Regions from separate parts of the Anas platyrhynchos genome. Here region 1 is linked to region 2. A link is a contact called in public Hi-C data. All regions are on one chromosome and are shown on one strand. Each heading gives the region's core, a stretch centred on a gene start, on an enhancer-like site or on the middle of the called end of the contact. The rest is flanking DNA. Distances are from core to core; before and after follow the strand shown.

Evidence for each region. Hi-C and Micro-C count contacts between places; a contact is called where the count stands out from the background.
Region 1: a contact with region 2 is called in a Hi-C map of skeletal muscle, with 2.9 times the contacts expected there. The contact joins the promoter of RIOK1 here to the enhancer-like site in region 2. A contact is called at or near these places in 2 of 8 Hi-C or Micro-C datasets (liver and skeletal muscle).

Annotation. Positions count from the first base shown.
Region 1 is chr2:90,051,702-90,055,255 of IASCAAS_PekinDuck_T2T, reverse strand. RIOK1 (RIO kinase 1) reads right to left here and starts at 1,677. Exons shown (of 17, transcript XM_038175152.2): 1 at 1,519-1,677; 2 at 1,212-1,407. The coding sequence starts at 1,592.
Region 2 is chr2:90,010,421-90,013,625 of IASCAAS_PekinDuck_T2T, reverse strand. RREB1 (ras responsive element binding protein 1) reads right to left here. Exons shown (of 12, transcript XM_038175425.2): 11 at 946-1,692. Among named protein-coding and RNA genes, the nearest start is that of SSR1, 28 kb to the left of the region's middle. Within about 2 kb of position 1,770, at least 6 of the 8 cell types and tissues checked have an H3K27ac peak or open chromatin away from gene starts, as enhancers often do.

The sequences.
Region 1 (3,554 bases), core at 428-2,927, 42 kb before region 2:
TCTCAACTATTCTGTTCTGCTGGTACCAATGTATAAAAAAAAAAAAAAAAAAAAAAGATTTTAAACCTCTGCTGTCCAAGCTGAGGACAAAGAAGCCGGTTCTCTGGTTCTCGCATTGTGTGCTTTTCATTCTGCACAACTCAAGTTTCTAAACCAACAGCACATACTCTAAATCCATCCACTTCCAGCACTTCCCCTCACCTCCTGTACCATTAGTCAGTACTGGGTCTGTCTGGGATGGAGTTAAGCTTTCACCACAACAGCCCATCCAGTACTGTGCCTTGCACTTGTAGCTAAAAATATATTGATACCACATCAGTGTTTTGGCTATTGCTGAGCAGCACAGGCACAGCATCAAGGCTGCCTCTCCAACTCCCCCCAAAATACCAGCAGGCTGGGGTAGTCAAGAAGCAGGGAGGGGACACTGCCAGGGCAGTGACCTTAACTATTTGAAGGGATATCCCATACTGGAAGACTTCATACTCAGAAAAAGCTGGGGGGAGAGAAGAGGGACTCCTGCTATAAAACTGTTTGTCTTCCCAAGCAACCACCATGCTTAGTGAGGCCCTGCTTTTCAAGAAGTGTCTGAACATTGCTTCCTGATGGGAAGTAAAGATTTTTTTTTTCTCATTTTCCTTCCAAAGGACATTTGCCTTTTCCTTTTGTCTAAATACTCTCGTCTCAAACCCTCAGGGTTGTTGTCCTCCCCCCAAAGTCTGTCCTGCTGACAGGGAGTGAGAGAGTGGCTGCATGGTACCTAGCTGCCCCTAGGTGTTGAACCAAAACATGGTCCAAAACAAACAAACAAACAAAAATTTCATCCTGGGCATGTTGAGCAGCTGCTGTCTTAAAATTCAATGGAAAGAACGGGGAAGATGCTCAAAATCACAAAAGACAAATTCCAAAAACAAACAAATAAACAAAAAGCAACATCGCTAAAGACTGGGACAGACAAAGAGAAGGCTAAGGAAGCTAAGGAACAGGAGAAAAACTGCAGAGCCAAGAAGCATCCAGCAGCAGGGTTTGGGACAAGGAGGTCAAGCAGAGGCCTGGCTATACACAGGAATAGACGCAAGGAAAGGTGATGCTCTCAAGGTAAGTTTTCCATTTGGATTTATGCTCCCCATAACGTTAACACAGAACAACGCCCCCAAATGAGCCCCATCTCCTTTTGGGTACCTTTGGTGCTTCCCGAAGAGCCTTCACCGTACCTGCGGGCTGCACCCAGCAGCGTGGCACTTCGTGAGCCTTCCCATCTCGTCATCCCAGTCCCAGTCATCATCGCCCTCCTCTTCTCCATCATCATCATCATCGTTATCACCGTTATCGCCTCCTTCGCGCAGACGTGACTGGGGATCCTCAGCGCCCCCACCCTCCGCGGCTGCCTCTGCGTCCTGCGTAAGCTCCCTTCAAACACATACGCGCTCGGATAAGTCATAAAAATACAAAATTTAGTATGTTTATCCCAAGTATAAATTATAAATTTTGCGAGTTTACCAGCCTCCCCCCCCCCCGTACCCGTCGGAGCCGTCGGCGTCGTCAAACTGCCCGGGCACGGGCGGGCAGCGGCCGGCTGCGCGTGGCCCCGCCATCTTGCGCCCCGCGCCCGCCCGCCCGCTACGGCGGCGGCGGAGGGACAGAAACGGCCGAGAGCGAGCGCGGGGCGGAGGGGAAAGGGGGGCGGGCTCCTCGCGGCAAAATGGCGGCGGGAGGCAGCGCGTGAGGGCGGGGAGGGGCGGGGCGTTGGTTCGCTCCATCAGGGAGCCGCGGGGCTGTGGGGCTGTGTGACCGAATAGGGTTATAGCCACGGGGCTTCTGTGGTGGAGTTTACAGGGAGTAAACGGCTGTGGTGTGTCTGTATAGTACCATATGATGTAGCCATAAACATCTAAGAATCATTAAGGTCGGAAAAGCCCTCCAAGATCTCCTGGTCCAACCGTCACCCCACCGCCAATGCCACCCACTGCACCATGTCCTTAAGCACCACGTCCAACCTCTCCTTGAACACCCCCAGGGACGGTGACGCCTTCACCTCCTGAGCAACCCGTCCCAGTGCCTGACTGCTCTTTCTGAGCAGAAATGTCTCCTCATTGCCAACCTAAACCTCCTCTGGTGCAACTTGAGGCCATTCCCTCTAGTCCTATCACTAGTTACCTGTGAGGAGACCAACCCCCAGCTCCCCACACCTTCCTTTCAGGTGGCTGTAGAGAGCAATAAGGTCTCCCCTGAGTCTCCTCCAGACTAAACAACCCCAGTGCCCTCAGCTGCTCCTCACAGGACTTGTGTCCCAGGCCCTTCACCATCTTGTGTCTTCGAGCCCTCTTGGCTTTGGGAAGTGGCAGCTTATTTCTGCTAAGGGCATCGATTCGTGGTTCCTAAAACACCAGTTATGGTCTTTGTTGTCTGCAAAATAAATTGATTGAAAAGGGGCTTAATATACTCTGAAATACTAAACTCAAGTCTTTAATACAATAAAGCCCAAACAGGACTCCAAATGAACTCCAAGTGCTCAACCCTCACTAGAAGCATGTGAGGTCACCACAAGGCCCAGCTCTGCGGACTGGCTGACAGTGAGCCAAAAGCATGCCCTTCACATTCACTGCAAGCACGGGATCACAGGGCAATGCAGGGTGGAAGGAACCTCAGAAGGTCCCCTCCAGCTCAAACAGGGTAAGCTGTGAGTCAGAGCAGCCCACTCACGGCTTTAATTCTTTAGGTTTAAAAATAAAAATAAAAATAAAAAATAATAAAAAGAAACAACAACAACAAGGACGGAGACTGCAACAGCCCCTCGCAAGCAACCTGCTCCACTGCTTGACTGCCGTCACAGGGATATCATTTTCTTTTTAACCAGTCTGAGCCTTTCTTGCTTCAGTTTTTTGGTCCTCGTCCTCTTACCATGTAACACTGAACAGCCTAGCTGCCTCCTCTGTGTCAGCTTGTTATAGGCACTGGCAGGCAGCTACCAGGTCCCCCAGAAGCTGAGTATGCCCAGTTCCCTCAGCTTCTCTGAGCAAGACAAGTGCTCCAGATCCCTACCTATCTTGCTGACCCTGATGAATTTACTCCAGCTTTGTTGGTATCTTCTCTGGGTTGGGAAGATCCAAGACTGGATGCAGTTTTCTAGATGCTGTGTAGCACTCCCTGGAAGGCAGGTGAAAGTCACGCACCTCAGTCTGCTGGCTGCGCTGCTCTTGATACAGTGCAGGATGCTACTGACCTTCCTTGCTGCCAGGATACACTGTATTGTCTACAATGACATCCCAGGTCCTTCTCATCAGCAGCTTTTCCCTGGCCAGTCAGTCCCCATCCTGTTCCGTTGAGGCTTTTCCTTTCCTGGTGCAGGACTCTGTATTTGTCTGTTGAAATTCATGAGGTTCCTGGTGACTCATTTCTGCACCTTGCCTGGGTCCCTCTGGGTGGCACCCCTGCGCTTGTCCAAATCAGGTAGGTCACCATCACCACCACCACCCCTGATTTGGTGTCATCTGCAAACTTCATAAGAAGCTAGATAAGGGGTCCGCCGCCAGCCAGAGCTGAGCCAATAAGTGATG
Region 2 (3,205 bases), core at 521-3,020:
CAATATTTACAGTTCAGAAGGTAAAACGTTTGGTTAAGGCACTGGTGTTTGGCGTAGGTTATTGAACCTTTACCTTCAAGTATAGCACAAATATTTTGTACTCAAAGTTAATCTCAAAGATACTGTCTTCAGCAGAAAGCGCCTTCAAAAGACACAAAACTTCAAACTGCACCAGCTTTCTTTCCCACATCGGAACAGCTCACTGACAGGTAAAAATACTTCATTAATAAGGATGAATTAATAAGGATGAGTGATTAATTCACCCTTGAGCTGGCTCATGACTTCATCTCCTTCACAATGCACTACTGAAATTTATCCCATAAAGCAACCTCAAGTATTTTAACTGCTGAGTCAAGTCGTGAGACAAAGACTTTACTACCTGTATTCCACTTTCTCTGCCCAAGTTTGAAGGAAAAGCAGAGTGCCAATTGTAGCTGTGCCTTTCACTCAGGCAGCAGGTCATGCACATCATCAGCAGAGTAGCATGTCTGACAATCAGACAAAAACCCTCTTTCTTTCAACTTCTGCTCAGAGAAGTCTTATCATGTACTGCCATGTTTCTTCACTGCTCATCAAAATACTGGGAGGAGTAATACTGGGAAGAGGTAGAGCCATGCACACACTGTGAGAAGGGAGTGAGAAACTGGACAAGAACAATTGTGTGGAGCTCTCCATATCTGCCTTCACCTCTGAACACTCTAAGTAAGCATAGGGGAAAACTGGGAACTGAAGATAAGGCAGTGTTGTGACTATTCCTGCTCCCTTAACAGGCTTTGTATGCAGCATGGAGATTGGGGCAGAGAAGATACCTTGCAGCTACCTGCAGGACTAAAAGCAGCGTCTCCAACCTCGAGTGCTAGCAGTAATCGTGCACCTCTAGAGCAGATGCACCACTCTGGTGGCAGACTGGCTTGCAATCTGCTCTGCCTTGAAATCTCCTCTTACCTGTATGAGACCGCATATGTCGCGTCAAATCTTGCAGGGACCAGAAACGCTTGTTGCACACAGTACAGACTTTCTTTCTTTTGTCTGCTTTTGCAGTACTCTTAGCCCCATCAGTCTTTGTTTTTTTGTCATCACTGCTCTTCTCAGTGGACTTTCTCTCTGTGCCTTCCCCCTCAGAGATGCTTTCGCTCTCTTCATTCTCCTTTCCTGTTGCCTCACAGTCCACAGGAGACTCCACTACCTTCAAGTCCATCGGAGACTCTTCCTGCTCAAGACCAGAGTCCTGCATCAAGGGAGCACCTGCATCATCCTGGATGCTTTTGCTTTCATCCTCACTGCTCCTTTCATCTTTTCTGTCCTCACGAATGTGGGCCTTTTTGTGACGGCTAAGAGTGCCAGCAAACTTGAAGGTTTTGCCACAAACATCACAGGCATGTTTCTTTTCAGTCTGAGAACTGCTGCCTGTGCTCTGGTCACTCTCTGCCAGCTTGAAGTCCATTAATTTGCTGGCAAAATTGAGGTCAAGACTTTTGTTACTTACAGAATCTTCTTCAGGGCCCTCTTCATATTCATCTGCTTTTTCTTCAGCGTCCTCTTCTGCCGGAGGGGAGTCAGCCTTTTGCTCCTCCTTGGGGCTGCACTCACTCCCTGGTAGCTCTGTTACTTCCTCTGGCTGTTCCTTCTCGCAGGAGGTCAGGTCCAAGACTTCGTTTCCTGTGGTGGGTGTCTCCGCATCGGACTGGTTGTCTGCAAGCAAACAGAGAGAAGCTTTCAGTGGGACGCCCTCCGCTGACTCACAGCTATCAGCGGTAAGGCTTCACACGGACCCACGCGCAGCGCTGCTGATCAAGTGTCCCAACATCTGCTTTTCTTATCTGTGACCCAGGTCAGTAACTTACAGCTGAAAAGAGATCAAAACACCACAGAACCCAGTTAACAAGATGATTAAAAATCTGTAATAAAATGCTTTCTTTTCCAAAATACACATGCATTCGTGGCAGTTTCCTGAAGTGGGATGTAATCGCTTTTACAAGAGAACACAAAATGCTGAGACACCGACGATGAGTTTAGGTCACTGCTATTAGAAATACGCTGTATCAGAGACACACGGAGGTAGTATTTATAAACTCATGTATGAAATATGGATATAGGCTGAAGTAACACCACATATGTAGCACATGTAACACAAGTAACACACGTATTAGTCTAACTGATAAACTGTAAGTAGCGAGAAATGTTTTTCCAAGGGAATGTAAAGGCCTCATGCAACCAATCTGTACAATTAAATGTTAAAGATTATCACACGCATTAACACAGAGGACAGTTAAAAAATTGGGTATACATCATATAAGCAAAAGCTGCAGAAGTTTGTCTCCATGTGGGTATTTGATGCATGCTTGTTGTTACATTGATACCATCTGGAATCGAAATATTAAGCCAAGACGGCTTAATAGGTGAAATCCTTTGCTGTTTCACCATTCATTCCCCCAAATAAAAACCAAAACACACCTAAAATGTCCACCTTAATGACATCCTCCATGACCCTATCAGTTTGCAGCAGCATTACCATTGCTGAGGACATAACATGTTCAAAAAATATAACACAGGTAAGGTGAACAAAGGGGCAGAGCTGCACCTCTCCCAAGCTCTGTACAAATCGTGTACGTGTAAATAGGAAATAAGCTGGACTGGATCTGGATGCTAAAGCTGAGTGATGCACGGCATGTAACTGCATCTCCTGTGCCACTTTCCAGCAGCTGTTCCAGAACATGAGCTTAGCAAGTCATGCTTTCTGGAAGTTGAAACTTCCCTTGTTTTAAGTCATTCCCCCACCTCCTTCTTGTCGACAGCATGCAGCCAAGGCACCACACAACTTAACAGTCATTTCAGCATTTATCTGCAAGTCCAATAACCACTTAGTATCTACAAGGTGGACTTAAATCCTGCATTTGACACAGCACCATGTGTGCTTGTCTCTAAATGGCATGGATTGCCTATTAGGGGCTTTTTTCATAAGCAAGGAGTAATTGCAGAAGGTACGAAGGTAGTTCTCAGCCACTTAGTAGTCCAAATGTAGTCTTGCAGGGTAACTTGCATTGACCCCATCTCCTTGCAAAAGTGATAATCAATGGCTATTAACCAAATGCCAAAGCTAAGCAACATTTCCAGAATGTGAACTATCACCTAATACAGCATAATCCATGATACGCTTTCTCTTGGGGGTTTGAAGGGGAGAAGTCATCTGTCAAAAAAATAATCT